Linked DNA regions of Macaca mulatta: region 2 is linked to region 1. Evidence: chromatin contacts called from public Hi-C data. All regions are on one chromosome and are shown on one strand. The core of a region is the stretch at or near the end of the contact, and the rest is flanking DNA. Distances in the headings are between cores, read along the strand shown.

Region 1 (7,133 bases), core at 1,966-4,465:
GGCTGTCTTGGGGTATCTGGGCTGTGTGGGGGGTCCAGGCTGTGTTTGGGGGGGCCTGGGTCATATCTTGGGGGGTCTAAGCTTTGTCTTTGGGGATCAGGCCTGTGGGGGGCTCTGGGTTATGTCCTGGCGGGGGGTCCAGGCTGTGTCTTGGTTGTCTGGGCCATGTCCGGGGGACCTGTGAATCCTGGAGGGTGGGGCCCCGGTCTCGTGGGCGGCTATGTCCCTCGAGTTCAGGCAGCACCTCTCGGAGCTTTCTGGCTTTGCGTGCCGGCGTCTGTCTGCCTCGATGCCCACAGGCTGCGCCCCTCTCAGCACAGGAAGTCCTGGAGAACCTGAAGGACCGCTGGTACCAGGCAGACAGCCCCCCCGCGGACCTGCTGCTGACGGAGGAGGAGTTCCTGTCGTTCCTCCACCCCGAGCACAGCCGGGGGATGCTCAGGTTCATGGTGAAGGAGATCGTCCGGGACCTGGGTGAGGCTGGGTCCAGCCTGGCTGGCGCGCCAGGGCCCGGGGACCAACGGCAGGGGCTGGGCATCGCCGGGAAGTCGGGTAAGGTCCTGCGGGAGCCCCAGCCTGGGTGTGGGCTGATCCGTTCCCGTCTCACAGACCAGGACGGGGACAAGCAGCTGTCCCTGCCGGAGTTCGTCTCCCTGCCCGTGGGCACCGTGGAGAACCAGCAGGGCCAGGACATTGACGACAACTGGGTGAAAGACAGAAAAAAGGAGTTTGAGGAGCTCATTGACTCCAACCACGACGGCATCGTGACGGCAGAGGAGCTGGAGGTGAGCCCTGGTGCAGCCGCGTCCCGGAGCCAGCCCTGCGAGGCACTGTGTGCGGAGGGGCCGGCGGATCTGGGCCTGAGACAGGAAGCCATGCTGGTGTCCAGCCTGAAACTCCCCCTGGGCCGGTCACTGGGGCGTTTGCTCAGCGGCGTCCACCAGACCGCGTGGCCATGGTTGGCGTTTAGGTTCAAATGGATCAGAGACAGGCGAGCCTGGCCGGGCTCCATCCTCAGGTTCTCACGGCCCGTTTTTAACGGGACCACAAGGGGAAGCTCCTGCTGGGCCCAACTTGGAGGCAGGTGCAGGTGGGCGGGGCGGCCTGTGCCACATGGCTGGAATTTACCACCTTCCTTTGAAGCGTTTTCACTGGTATCATGTGTAGGCTTGTTTGTCTCCACTGCTGAATGAGTCACCTTGTTTTTATGTAGAATCCTGTGATCCCTGGCGACAGCCAGTGAGCCCGGCCCAGGTTAGGGATCCTTCAGAACTGGGGTTCAGGCCGGGGTAGCCCCTGTACCCCGTGACCCCTGCCGGCCACGGGCAGGCCTTCCAGGGCCCCCGGCTTCTCCCTGCCCTGTGCCCTTCTCATTTGTGCCGCCTCCCTTCGGGAACCTTCCAGAACATGCCCACACTCCTGCTGCAGCCAGCAGGCACCTTAAATAGCCACTTCGTGTGGATGACCGCGGAGCTCGGGCCCAGCTGTTCCTCCCCCGAGCGGAGCCGGGAGGGCCTCCCGGGCGGCTGGCACTGGGAGGGGGAAAGGCGGATGCTGACCTGTGCCCCGCTCGCCCGCAGAGCTACATGGACCCCATGAACGAGTACAACGCCCTGAACGAGGCCAAGCAGATGATCGCGGTCGCGGACGAGAACCAGAACCACCACCTGGAGCCCGAGGAGGTGCTCAAGTACAGCGAGTTCTTCACCGGCAGCAAGCTGGTGGACTACGCGCGCAGCGTGCACGAGGAGTTCTGAGCGCCCAGCGCGCCCCGCGCACCACCAGAGCGGCCCCGCGGGTGACTCCAGGCTCCGTGGCTGTCCCGGACCCCAGCCCCTCCCTGCCACCCACCACCGGCCGACCGTGGCCGCCCCAGTTGATCAGCGACGAGTCCCCCCACAGCGCGCACCCCCGCGAGGCTCAGCGAGGCGTCCCCACCGCGGCGCGCACCCCGGCGAAGCTTCTGCTGTGATGCGGCCGGGGTGCGGGGCTGGGCTGCGGCTCCGCGGCGCCTCCTCCTCCCTGGTCCCTCGAAATCGCTGCATCTCACTTCTGAGAACGAAATCTCGCTTCAGGCACTCTGCCGACGGCGCTGACCGCATCGCGGCCGGAACCTCTGGGCCCGGCCCCTCCCAGGGCCACCGCTCCGTGGGAAATAACAGCTTCTCCGTTTCCTTGAAAACTGAACGATTATTAAAAATAGATTAAACTTCGCTGGAAATGAGTAGCCACGAAGTTCAGGGGAGGGCGCCTGGTCCTTCCCGGGCCTGGCAGGTTGGAGCCACCCAGGTCCCACAGCTGCCGCTGAGAAAATGCGAATATTTGTTGTGACAAGAATCACATTAATTTACTGTAAACATAGTTGCCTTTTTGGTCAGCTTCATTCTTTGGGTGTGAAACAAAACACAACACCAGCGTGGCACGTCTGTGGTCAGAGTTTCCGCTGGAGGCAGATGCTGGGTCAGGCGGAGGTCGTGGCCCGTCGGAGGTGATTCTCCTGGCCGGCAGGGACGGCAGGGGCTCTGGGAGGACGGGGGGCAGCGCTGTGTGTGAGAGCAGGGGTCCTGAGGGCAGCAGAAGTGTCCATTGAGTTTGGGGTTTGGACATTTAAGGCAGGAGCCAGAGCCACCTAGGGGAGTTTTGGGTGGAGGATGGCAAGGCCTTCGGGTGCAGAGGGGCGGGCCCAGCCCCGGGAGGGGCAGAGAAGGGGGGGTGTGAGGACGGCTGGTGGGGGTCCCGCCCTGTGGCGTGTGGGGGCCCAGGCTCTTTCCTGGTTTTCCCGGCGGGAGCTCAAGGAAGCCAGGAGTGCCCCCTCCTCAGTCTGCCCTGCAGTGCCCGTGTGACTGGCCTCTGCCCGGAGCCCACCTGCCCAGGTGCTCCTACGGGGCCGAGAGGGCAGGTTGGCACCTGGGCTGGTTCCCAGGCAAACAGGATTCACAGAGCCATGGCCAGGCAGGTGTTGGGAGGAAGGTCCCGTGCCCTACTGGAAGGGGCTGTAATTCCCTGGAGCCAACCTTCGGTGGCCTGGACTTTGCCCTTCCCCATCCATGGCCCCAGGCCAGAGCCAGGGACCATCACAGCCTCAGCAGCTGAGGGCCATTCACCCAGAAGTGGGAGGTGTGAGCTGAGGCCATGCTGGACTGGACATGAGGGCGGGGGGACAGCTGGGTGTGTGGCGGCACCTGACCCTTCCGAGGCCCCGGCCACCTCCAGTCTGGTACTGGAGGAGCAGTGGCCACCCGCGGGCTGCCCTGGGCCGCCCGCGACACCACTGTGCAGAGTGGAGAGCCCAGCCCCTGGGGATGCGGTTTGAGCTGCAGGCTGCCTTGCAGACCTCGGGTGTCCTCAGCTCTGGGTCGGTGTCCGTCTCCTGTGGCCACTCCACATCCGGTTCCGTGGACACAGCGGGGCTTTCTCGGACCTGTGAGCTTCAGCCCAGGACAAGGAGACCTGAGCTTCCTGGGCAGCTTCAAGCAGGAGGGGCCATGCCCTACCCTGGGGCCACTGCAGGTGCCAGCAACGTGCTGGGGGTGCCCTCTCCATGGTGCATGGGCCCCACTCACTGCACTTGTGGGCAGACGCGGCCACTTAGGCCCCAGGAGAGCAGTGTTGCCCATCAAGACCCCCAGCTCACCTGAACCTCCAAGAAACCAATTGCAAATACAAGCTTTTTCTCACTGTCGGTGGGAAACCCATGTGAACGCTGGGCGGAAACTTCCAGAAAATTCCAGAACTTTCCTCTTCTGCCCACCTGGGTTGGGGTGTGCACATGCACGCACACGCACTGTCTGGGATGCTCTGAGCCCTTCCAGGATCCTCTCTACTTGTGGGGTTATGGGGAGGGTGACCAAGTTAGGGACCCTCAGTACAAGGGTGAGTGGCCTCTCCCTCCACTCCTTCCCCCTCCAGGCCCAGCGGCCTCCATGGCTGGGAATTTCCCGCGGGTGGGCAGAGGGCAGGCAGCTGTTTCCTGTGCTTCTGGGAGGAGGGGATTTCCAGGCCCTTCCCCGCTGCTCTGTTCCCCTAGAGGCCCCTCTCCACTTGGCAACTTTAAAAATGAACTTTTGGATAATCACAGGCTGGTCACAGTTACTTGAAAGGTACAGAAGGGACCCAGGGAGCCTCTGGCCCCGCACCTGCTCCCCGGCTCTCCAGGCAGTTCCTGTTCTCTGGGCAACCCGTGGAACCTGAGAGCTGTCTGCATCAAGGGAGAAACCTGCCTGCGTGTCCACGTGTGCCAGGTCATCCAGGACCCACCCTCACGACCTCCTCGGAGGCCTGTCTCCAAACACCGCCACATGGGGGTTAGGGCTTCCACGCAGGAATTTAAGGGGCACAGTTCAGCCGTAGACACCTGCCCTGCTCAGGCACACTCAGCGTGGGCCCTGGTCACGGAGCCTCGCTCTGTCGCCCAGGCTGGAGTGCAGTGGCACGATCTCAGCTTTGCAACCTCTGTCTCCCAGGTTCACGCGATTCTGCTGCCTCAGCCTCCCGAGTAGCTGGAATTACAAGCACCCACCACCACGCCCAAATAATTTTTGTATTCAGTAGAGACGGGATTTCGCCATGTTGGCCAGACTGGTCTCGAATTCCTGACGTCAGGTGATCCACCTGCCTTGGCCTCCCAAAGTGCTGGGATTACAGGCATGAGCCACAGCGCCTGGCCGTGGGTGTCTGTCTTACCATGGCTGTGGTCACTGCTGCTCAGAGCTAGTCTTGGGCACTCAAGGGGGACCATGGTCCAGCAGTGTCACAGCTCCGAAGGTCCAGACTGAACAGTTGCCGCTCCTGACTCAGTGCTGCCTCAGTTTACCCACGTGCTCCATGAACCTTTTTGCTGAGGGTTGAGTCGCAGGCCAGGCCCTACTGTGCCCTGGGGTCTGAACATGGTGGTCTTGGGCCGAAGAGGGCAGAAGGCAGAATAAGCCAATGCTGGGGGTGTCCAGACCCCGCCTTTGTGCCCAGCCCACAGCCAGGGTCCCCAGCCTGCCACCTTCCTCCTCCCGCCTCCTCTGCCCTCCTCCCCTCTCCCCTCCCCTCTCCTCCCCTCCTCCACAGTCCTTATAGCCACACCCCGCAAGGAAAACCCAGACTCTGGCGACAGCGGAGACGAGGATGTGTGTGGGGGCTCGGCGGCTGGGCCGGGGGCCGTGTGCGGCTCTGCTCCTCCTGGGCCTGGGGCTGAGCACCACGGCGAAGCTCCACTGTGTCGGGGACACCTACCCCAGCAACGACCGGTGCTGTCAGGAGTGCAGGCCAGGTGAGGCCCAGCTTCAGGAGGGTCTGCCACGCACGGGGCACTCCAGGGACTGGGGGCTGGGGCAGGGATGGGCCAGCCAGGAGGCTGGTCCTGGGGAGGGGGCAGGCAAGGGGCCCGCCAAGCCTGGCAGAGGAGCCGTTTGGGGAGTCCATGGGCGCAAGCCCGGGGCCTGACCGCTGCCTGACGCCGGCCTCTGCTGCAGGCAACGGGATGGTGAGCCGCTGCAACCGCTCCCAGAACACGGTGTGCCGTCCGTGCGGGCCCGGCTTCTACAACGACGTGGTCAGCGCCAAGCCCTGCAAGGCCTGCACATGGTGCAACCTCAGTGAGCTCCCACCTGGCCCCACAGCCCCACCCGGCACAGGGGGCGGCAGCCTGGCAGCCACATTCCCACGCAGCAGCACAGGGCCCCCACAGCCACAGAAACGAACCTCAAACCACAGTGGGGTCTGCTCCGCCACAGGGTCCTTTGAGGAGCTGAGGCATCTCCCGGGGCACCCCCACTCCTTCCGGGCCCAGACTCGGCCCAGGCCACGTGGAGTCGGGGAGACCCCTCTGGCCATGTGTCCTGGCCCTGCTGGCCCGAGCAGTGAGGCTGGGGGCCTGGGCCATGGAGACCCTGCCTCAGGCAGTGCTGGCGGCTGGAGGTGGTGGAGGGGGTGGAGGGGTAGGGAAGGGTGGCTGGGGCTGCCACAGAACCAGCCCCAGGTTGTGGCCAGGAAGGGAGGGCCTCGGGGGCTGCAGGGGCTCCACACCTTGGGGGAGGCTGCAGACCCCTGCCCATGGCCCTCTGTGTGGTGGGGAGGCCAACCTGTCCTTCTTGGGGACCCTGTCCACAGCCCCCACCTGATAACCCCCTCCGGCCCCTGCTCAGGAAGTGGGAGTGAGCGGAAACAGCCGTGCACGGCCACACAGGACACAGTCTGCCGCTGCCGGGCGGGCACCCAGCCCCTGGACAGCTACAAGCCTGGAGTTGGTGAGCTCGGTGGCTGCGGCCGGCAGTTGGGGGTGTCCCAGCGGCTGTCTGTGACGCAGATGGGCCGTGGGCCGCAGGGAACCGGCCCCACTGGTGCCTCCTCTGGCATCCTCAAGACGGGGCTCCCAGGTCAGGGCCCACGGGTGGGATGTGGGCAGGGAGGGCTTCCAGAGGCCAAACCCACCACCCGGCCGTGGGGGGCGAGTGGCAACCCACAGGCTCTGCCCCATGTCCCCAGCACCCAGGGCCTGTGGGCAGCCCCTGACCACCCTATCTTTGTTGCAGACTGTGCCCCCTGCCCTCCAGGGCACTTCTCCCCGGGCGACAACCAGGCCTGCAAGCCCTGGACCAAGTGAGGGGCTGGGGGTGCTGGGGGTCCTGGGGGGCGGGGGGGCTCAGGGGTTGGAGGGGCTGGGAGGGGTGGGGGGGCTGGGGGGAACCAAGGGTGGTTGCAGTGGGGGCTGGGGGGCTTGGGGGGGTGGGGGGGCTGGAAGGGGGCCGGGGGAGTGGGTAGTTAGGACGGAGGAGGGGCCTGGACAGGGGCTGGGAGGGGCTGGGGGGACCTGGGCGGGGCTGAGTTTTTAGGAAGGCAGAGGGGCTGGGGGGCTGGGAGGGATTGGGGGGGTTAGGAGGGCAGAGGAGCCTGGCCAGGGGCTGGGAGGCTGGGAGGGGCTGGGGGGCTGGGAGAGGCAGGGGGCAGGTGGGGAGAGGAAGCGGAGGTGCTGGTGGCCCTGGGGGCCTGGCTGTGTGGCTGGACCTAGTTGGGGAGCAGGAAGCTGCTGCCTTGGGGCAGCCTCTCCCCATGGGTGGAGCTGGGTGTGTGGGACCCTCACCCTCTGCAGCTGGGAGGCCCTGGGGGCACAGGACAGGGAAGTGCCGGTGGGGGGTGTAGATGTG
Region 2 (7,133 bases), core at 3,096-5,595, 100 kb after region 1:
ACGACCGTCAAGCCCAGTCAGGGCCGAGGAGCTCAGGGACCCCCGACCCCAACCCTGCTTCCCCTAGCAGAATGGCAGAAGAAGAAGGCAATGTCACGACCAGGAGGCATCGGGGCCCACATGAGTGGTCCAACCTTCTGGACCCCTGGGGCGCCCGCCCCACCCCTGCTCACCGCCGTGATCTGTGATCCAGCTCCACCGTTTTACCCTTTAAGAGCTGTCGAATCAGGCACAGCGAGAGGCAGGCAGGTCGAGCCAGGGAGTTCCAGACCAGCCTGGTCAACACAGCAAGGCTGTCTCTGCTTAAAAAAATGTTTAAGAGGGAATGGTAGACCGTGGAATCACAGAGCATGCACCCTTTGGAGTCAGGGTTTTCTCACCAGCCAAGGCCCTTGAAGTTGTGCGGGTTGCCTACATATGGATGCTGCCTCCTTTTTTTTTCTTTTTTTTTTTTTTTGAAGATGGAGTCTCGTTCTGTGGCCCAAGCTGGAGTGCAGTGGCGTGATCTCGGTTCACTGCAACCTCTGTCTCCTGGGTTCAAGTGATTCTCATGCCTCAGCCTCCTGAGTAACTGGAATTACAGGTGTGTGTCACCACACCCGGCTAATTTTTGTATTTTTAATGGAGACGTGGTTTCACCATGGTCGCCAGGCCTGTCTCAAACTCCTGACTTCAAGTGATCCGCCCGCTTCGGCCCTCACGGTGCTGGGATTCCAGGTGTGAGCCACCGCGCCCAGCCGGATCCTGGCCTCTTCACGGTGCTTGCTCCTCAGGCTGTCTGCACGGGGTGGGCTCACCACCCACCTGGGGGGAGAGCGTTGTTTCAAGTGTGGAACTACTAAAATGAAGCTGCCAGCTAGTGTGTGAAGTATTTATTTCTCTGCGATGGACGCCCCAGAATGCCACTGCTGCCTTCCATAGCACCTGCATGTTTCAGTTTTTAAGGAACTGCCAAGAGCTCTCTAGGGGCCGCACCACTCCACACCCCCAGCAGTGCATGAGGGACCAGCTGTGGCTGTCAAATCCTGGTCATCTGGACAGACAGTGGCATCTCCTGGTGCTCTGAATTCACAGCCCACTAGCCAACATTGCACACTGTATTTACAAATGCGTATGTTCTAACTCCTTTGCAAACACTTTGAATGAACAAAATCTTCCCTACTAAATCACTGGTATACCTCCAGACTCATTAAAAGTATAGTTTATTCCTAAAATCTCTTAAGTTTTTCAAGACCCTACATAAATGTAGTAAGATTCCACTTCAACTACAGAGCCTAAATAATTTCCTCATTTGAACGATGATTCAGCAGCAAAGCCGCCTCTCTCTCAGGACAAGTTCTCTTCAGCACTATGAATGCTGGGCTGGGCACGGCAGCTCACACCTGTGGTCCCAAGGCAGGAGGAGGATCCTTGAGCCCGGGAGGTCGAGGCTGCAGCGAGCTATGATGGCACCGCCACACTCCTGCCTGGACGACAGAGCAAGTCCTCATCTCAAAAACACACCCGCCCCTACAAAACCCCACACATTACAAACATAAAATAGGTTATATTTTAATACAAACAATACTAGTGCACAACTTAGTTCCCCAACCTTCCCATACCGAATTTGAAATCTCCAGGGAGGAAACTCCCATTCAGGGACACAAACAGTCCAGTCGGCAGAGGTGGGTGCCCTCAGCCCCAAGACGTCTGTGGGGTCTCTGGTGTGATCTGCGGGCACCTGCGACTTACGATGCTTCCCTGTGGCCTTCAGATCTAGCATCCCCGCTATAACCTGAGTATGGGATTCAGCCCAAGCGGCCCTTAGGGTAGTAAATGTCCTTTCTGTTTTAGTCTAGAGATTGTCGTTCAACTTGATGCGACCCTAAGATGTCCTTACGTTTCCACCTGGCCTACTGGAATCCTGCACCCTTTCATGTTCTCGGGAACGTGCACCCCGTGGGGTTCCTCAGGAGACTCCAGGGACATCTCGTGTGGCCTCATCTCCCTTCCCCAGGGAGAGGACTAGCTATCCACTGCCCGCCTGGCAGACGAGGGAATGCCCAGTGCCCAGGCAGCTGCTGTCAGGTTGGCCCAGGCCTGTAGGGGCTCTGCTCCCAGAGGTCGGGTGGGTGCCAGTCTCAGAGCACAGTTTGGCAGGTGCAGGGCGGGCCCTGTTGGGGCCTGCAGCCCAGGCCCAAGGCACACACGCCCATGCACTGCACAGCTTCCTGCAGCCCCAGGGCTTTGCCCTCTTCCCCCTGACAGGGGCCAACGTGTGGAGAGGTGCAGACCACCGTGAGTGATGGAACAAGGGGCGGGGACACTCATGCACCAAGCTCCAGCATAAGGACGTGGTCACCCAGGGTCACAGTCCCAGGCCAAGCCAAGGGGTAGGGACTTGAAACTGACACAGCAGCTTCTGCACCTGTGAAATGAGCTGGGAAATGCTGGTCTTCAGGAAATAGTCAAGAAAGTGGACGCCAGGCATGGTGGCTCACGCCTGTAATCTCAGCACTTTGGGAGGGCCAGGCGGGAGGACTGCTTGAGCCCAGGAGTTTGTGACCAGCCTGGGCAAAACAGACTTGTCTCTACAAAAAATAAAGAAATATGTGCCAGGCATGGTGGCAAACACCCGTGGTCCCAACTACTCTGGAGGCAGAGGTGGAGGATCACTTGAGCCCAGGAGGTCCGGGCTGCAGTGAGCCTCGATCACACCACTGCATCCAGCCTGCGTGACAGCGTGACACCCTGTCTCAAACACACACACACAAAAAGGAAGTGGAAACACTGGCTCAGCTCCACGATGAGGTGCCGCAGACGACAAGAGCCCGTGGCACAGACTCGACTCCGAGAAGGGGACCGCGACTGTGTCCTCCCCGTGGTCCTCAAACGTCGCCCAGGACAGGTTCCTCTTAATGGGGCCGACACACAGAAGCTGCACATCCGCGGGCGCATGGCCGGAAACCCTGCAGCTGTCAGCGAAGCCCTAGTGCTGGGCGCCCACGCCTAGGCGTCCCACGGCCAGAGGCACTGGTGGCATCAATTCCTCCACAGAGGCCCCGAGGGAACCCTGGGATGGACCCTCAGACGAACATTGTCCTTCTAAAGAGAAGATATAAGCGTGGCTTCCCCACCTGTCCCCAATACTCCTGTTTAGAAATCATCCTCACGCTGTTAAGATGGGAGCTTTATTTCCATTGAAATCTCTGGCGTTTAAACTTGGGAGGGAATCCGGAAGCGGCGTCCACCAACGGGGAACAACCCCAGAGAGCACGCAGGGTGGGCCTAGGAGCTCCCGGGAGCCAAGGGAGCTGGAGGGTCTGGGGGTTTGGGGCGTCTGAGGGGTTGGGGGATCTGGGGGCATCCTAGGGGGTTGGGGGGTCTGGGGAGGTTGGGGGCCCCGGGACACCTGCAGCGGCCCCCAACCCTGTGCGCTGGCCCAGCCAGGAGAGGGCCCGGGGACACCGACAGGACCCAAGCCTTTGATGAGCGGACGGACGCCCCCAGTTCCTTCGGGGAGCTCCTTTAAAGGTGTTCGCCGAAAGCTGCGAGAGCCGCGGGACGCGCAGAGCGGTCCTTTTCCTCCGAGGGTGGCTCAGAGGCAGAGTCCCGGAGAAACCCACGCGCCCGGCCTGTGCGGCAGCGACGCCACCCGGACCCCGGGACAGCCGAGACTCACGGGGGAGCGTCCTGAGGCCGCAGGGCCCTGGCCCGTCCGAGATGCGGAGCCCCGGGAGCCCTCCAGGTCCCAGCCGTCCTAGCCCCGCACCCGAGCCGGGGTCTCTCCCGCCGCGCTCCGACCCCGGCAGCCGAGGTCCCAGCACAGGCGCCGGCCGCGGACCTCGGGCGCATTTGGCGGCGGCTCGCGAGGCGCTCGGGGCGCTCCGTGGGTCTGGAGGGCGGGGGCTCCGCGCGCCCGCGGCCAAACCTGGTGCAGACGAAGCCGAAGCCGAAGCCGAAGCCGAAGCCACCGCCCCGGCAGCCCCCAAACGCTCCGCCTCCGCCTAAACCTGCGGAACACTAAGGACGCCGACTGTTGGGCCGTCGCCCGGGAGACCCCGACGACGCCCCGCCCCGTCTCCCGGCAACGCCAAGCAGCCGGCGCGCGAGGAATCCTGGGGAATGTAGTCCCTCCCTATCGGGGGGTGGCCCGAATCGTACGCCGGGTCTTCCAGGACTACATTTCCCAGGGCGCTCCGCGCCCCGCCCCGGCACCCCACCCACGGCCTCGCGCGACGGTACCACCGGGCGAGGGCGGCTCTCGCGCGGGCCTCCGGGAGTTGTAGTTTTCTGTGGGAGCTGCGGGGCCTGGCGCCGGGGCCGGGGCGGAAGAAAGACTACAAGTCCCAGGGGGCGCGGCGCCGCCGCCTGAGGGCGGGGTGTACGAAAGAGAAACTCGGAGGCCGCCCGGGTGAGTGAGGGGCTGGGGGCGGGCGTGAAGGCAGCGGGTGGGGGCGCCGGGGTCAGTCTGGGCGGCTGGGTCGGCGCAGGGAGCGCGAGAGGCAGACAAAGGTCGGCGGCCCGGCCCGGCCCGAGGGACGCCCCCTGCACGTCCCCCATCGTTCAGCGCGCGGAGAAGCCGTCCGCGCCTGGGCCCGCGTCCTCGTCGCCGCCTCCCAGCAAGCCTGGCCGCGTCCTGTTGGGGAGAGGCGCCCAGGCCGAGCGGGACGCCTGGGGAGGGGAAGGGGCGTCTGAGGAGGGAAGGGGGAGCCCAGGGAGGGGCGGGGAGGGGGTCCCGGGACAAGGGAGGGGGTCCCTGGGGAGGGGAGGGGCTCCCGGGACAGGGGAAGGGGTCCCTGGGGAGGGAACAGGACGGGCCCCCCGGAGAAGAAAGGAGGCGCGCTCGCCTCTCCTTCCTCGCAGCCGGGAGTGGGGGCCCCGGCGGTCCCCGGTGGTCCCCGGTGTCCTAGAAGTCGGCCACGATTCGGGTCTTTTTCCCGCGAGGCTTTGGGATTTGTTTTTGTCCGTTTGTCACCTGCAGTAGCCGAGGGCTAGTGGGTGGGCTGTCTTTCAGGAGCGCGTCGTTGCGGTGGCAGCGAGTCGATGTTTGAGTGTAATTTAAGCCCAGGTGTTCGGGTGCATTTGTTACCACGTTTCAAAGCAAACGCGGCTTCTTCCCTGGGAAACTACTTTGTGACTGAATTCTTACCCGCCTCGTCCTGTTAAATTTCAGGATGTCAAACTTGGCACCCTGTTTCTGGTTTTCGTTTTTCTTAGTATTACCACAGTGTGCAGAGAAGGCAGAGCTGCGTCTTCCTCTTTTATTTTTCCGTAGGTTACTGCTCAGGTGGTTTGGTTACATGGGTAAGCTTTTTAGTGGTGATTTTTGAGAGATTTTGGTGAACCCATCACCCGAGCAGTACAAACTGCAACCTATTTGTAGTTTTTTATTCTTCGCCCCCTCCCACCCTTTCCTCCAGAGTCCATTGTATCATTCTTAGGCGTCTTCCCGTTTCCTGATGGCTTAACCTGGGAAACCGTCGTCCTCGCAGAGGGTGCCGGTACCGAGCCCCGGAGTAGGGGCAGCCGCCCGGGATGCTCAGTGATGAGCCCAATTACTCAGGTTTCCGTTCCCCGTTTGCGTTCAGCCAGGATGCGTCATGGCCACGTTGTTTTTAACATACATGTTTATGAATTATACAGAAACGTTCTTTTCCTGACACACACACATCCTGCCCCCAGTACTCCTCCTAAAAGCCGGTCAGGCAGGTGTCTCCACGCGCAGTCACCTCAGCGCTGGGGTCCACGGGCAGCATCCCGGGAACCCCCGAGATACTTCCCAGCCCCTCCCTGCCTTGCCGCTGCTCTCCACCTTAGCTTTGACTTATTGGGTAGCTCATTTAAAGAACAGCTGTAGGTGCTGGGGTGTGAGATCGCTTGAGACCAGCCTGGGCAACATAGGGAGACCCCGTCTCTATAAAAAATACAAAATATTATCCAGGCATGGTGGCAAGCGCCTGTGGCCCGTTAAAGTAGGTTGCTAGTCAGACATGAGCAGGGCAGAAGAGGGCCCCTCTACCAGGGACATTTGGCTGGTCAGTGAAGGCGGCCTTGGCCGGGCGTGGTGGCTCACACCTGTAATCCCAGCACTTTGGGAGGCCGGGGGGTGGTGGTGGGCGGGTCACAAGGCGAGGAGTTCGAGACCAGTCTGGCCAATATGGTGAAACCCCGTCTCTAATAAAAATACAAAAATTAGCTGGGCGTGGTGGCCTTCGCCTGTAGTCCCAGCTACTCGGGAGACTAAGGCAGGAGGGAATTGCTTGAACCCGGGAGGGGTAGGTTGCAGTGAGCCGAGATTGCACCATTGCACTGCAGTCTGGGTGACAGAGCGAGACTCTGTCTCAAAAAAGAAGGCCTAGAGGGAGCGTGGGCACAACTCCAGTAAACTCTGCGCATACTTCCTCCCAAGTGCTGGCAGCCGTGCGTGAGGATGGCCTACCCCGAGGGAAGAACTGGGAGAAGTAACACACCCCGGAAGCCTGCCGGTAGAAGACCCGAAGTCAAAGGTCAAACCACGCACTTGATCTCTCAGGTCCCCCGCCTGGCCCTCTTCCAAGGGTGCTTTACTTCCTGTCATTCCTGCTCCAAAGCTTCTTCATCAACTGTTGCTCCTGTTGTAAAACTGCCTGGCTCTCTTCTGCCTCCTGCCGCTCAAATTCTTTCTTCCGAGGAGGGAAGAATTGAGATTCACTGCTGCTAGCGTGCTTTGGTGTCAGAAGTGGGATATGTTCTGCCACTAACAGTCCCAGCTACTCGAGGGACTGAGGCAGGAGGATCACTTGAGCCCCGGAGGTGGAGACTGCAGTGAGCCGAGATCACAACGATGCACTCCAGCCTGTTTCACAAAGAAAAGAAAGAGCCACCGCTTCTCACCACTCCGGCTGAGGATTGTGTGTGCTGAGATGGAGCATGGAGCTCAGGTGAGCCCGCAGAGCTCTGTTACCTGCAGAATGTATCTGAGTTGCGGCCCCAAAGTATGTCAGCGGTGGCCTCAAATCTCGCCGCTTCAGAAGAAAAAATTCGGTGGAAGGACATGAGGCAGAAGGAGAGACTGAGGCAAGTTTTAGAGCAGGAGTGAAAGTTGAAGCTTTAGAGCAGGAATGAAAGGAAGTACCCTTGGAAGAGGGCCAGGCTGGCACTGTGAGAGATCA

Evidence for each region. Hi-C and Micro-C count contacts between places; a contact is called where the count stands out from the background.
Region 2: a Hi-C map of CD4 T cells shows a contact between it and region 1, with 3 times the contacts expected there. The contact joins the promoter of C1H1orf159 here to the promoter of TNFRSF4 in region 1. A contact is called at or near these places in 2 of 14 Hi-C or Micro-C datasets (CD4 T cells and liver).

Annotation. Positions count from the first base shown.
Region 1 is chr1:239,467,370-239,474,502 of T2T-MMU8v2.0, forward strand. TNFRSF4 (TNF receptor superfamily member 4) reads left to right here and starts at 3,216. Exons shown (of 7, transcript XM_001090870.5): 1 at 3,216-5,260; 2 at 5,463-5,585; 3 at 6,135-6,236; 4 at 6,522-6,588. The coding sequence starts at 5,116. SDF4 (stromal cell derived factor 4) reads left to right here. Exons shown (of 7, transcript XM_077981489.1): 5 at 316-474; 6 at 610-832; 7 at 1,548-2,361. The coding sequence ends at 1,599.
Region 2 is chr1:239,570,073-239,577,205 of T2T-MMU8v2.0, forward strand. C1H1orf159 (chromosome 1 C1orf159 homolog) reads left to right here and starts at 4,346. Exons shown (of 11, transcript XM_077981664.1): 1 at 4,346-4,393.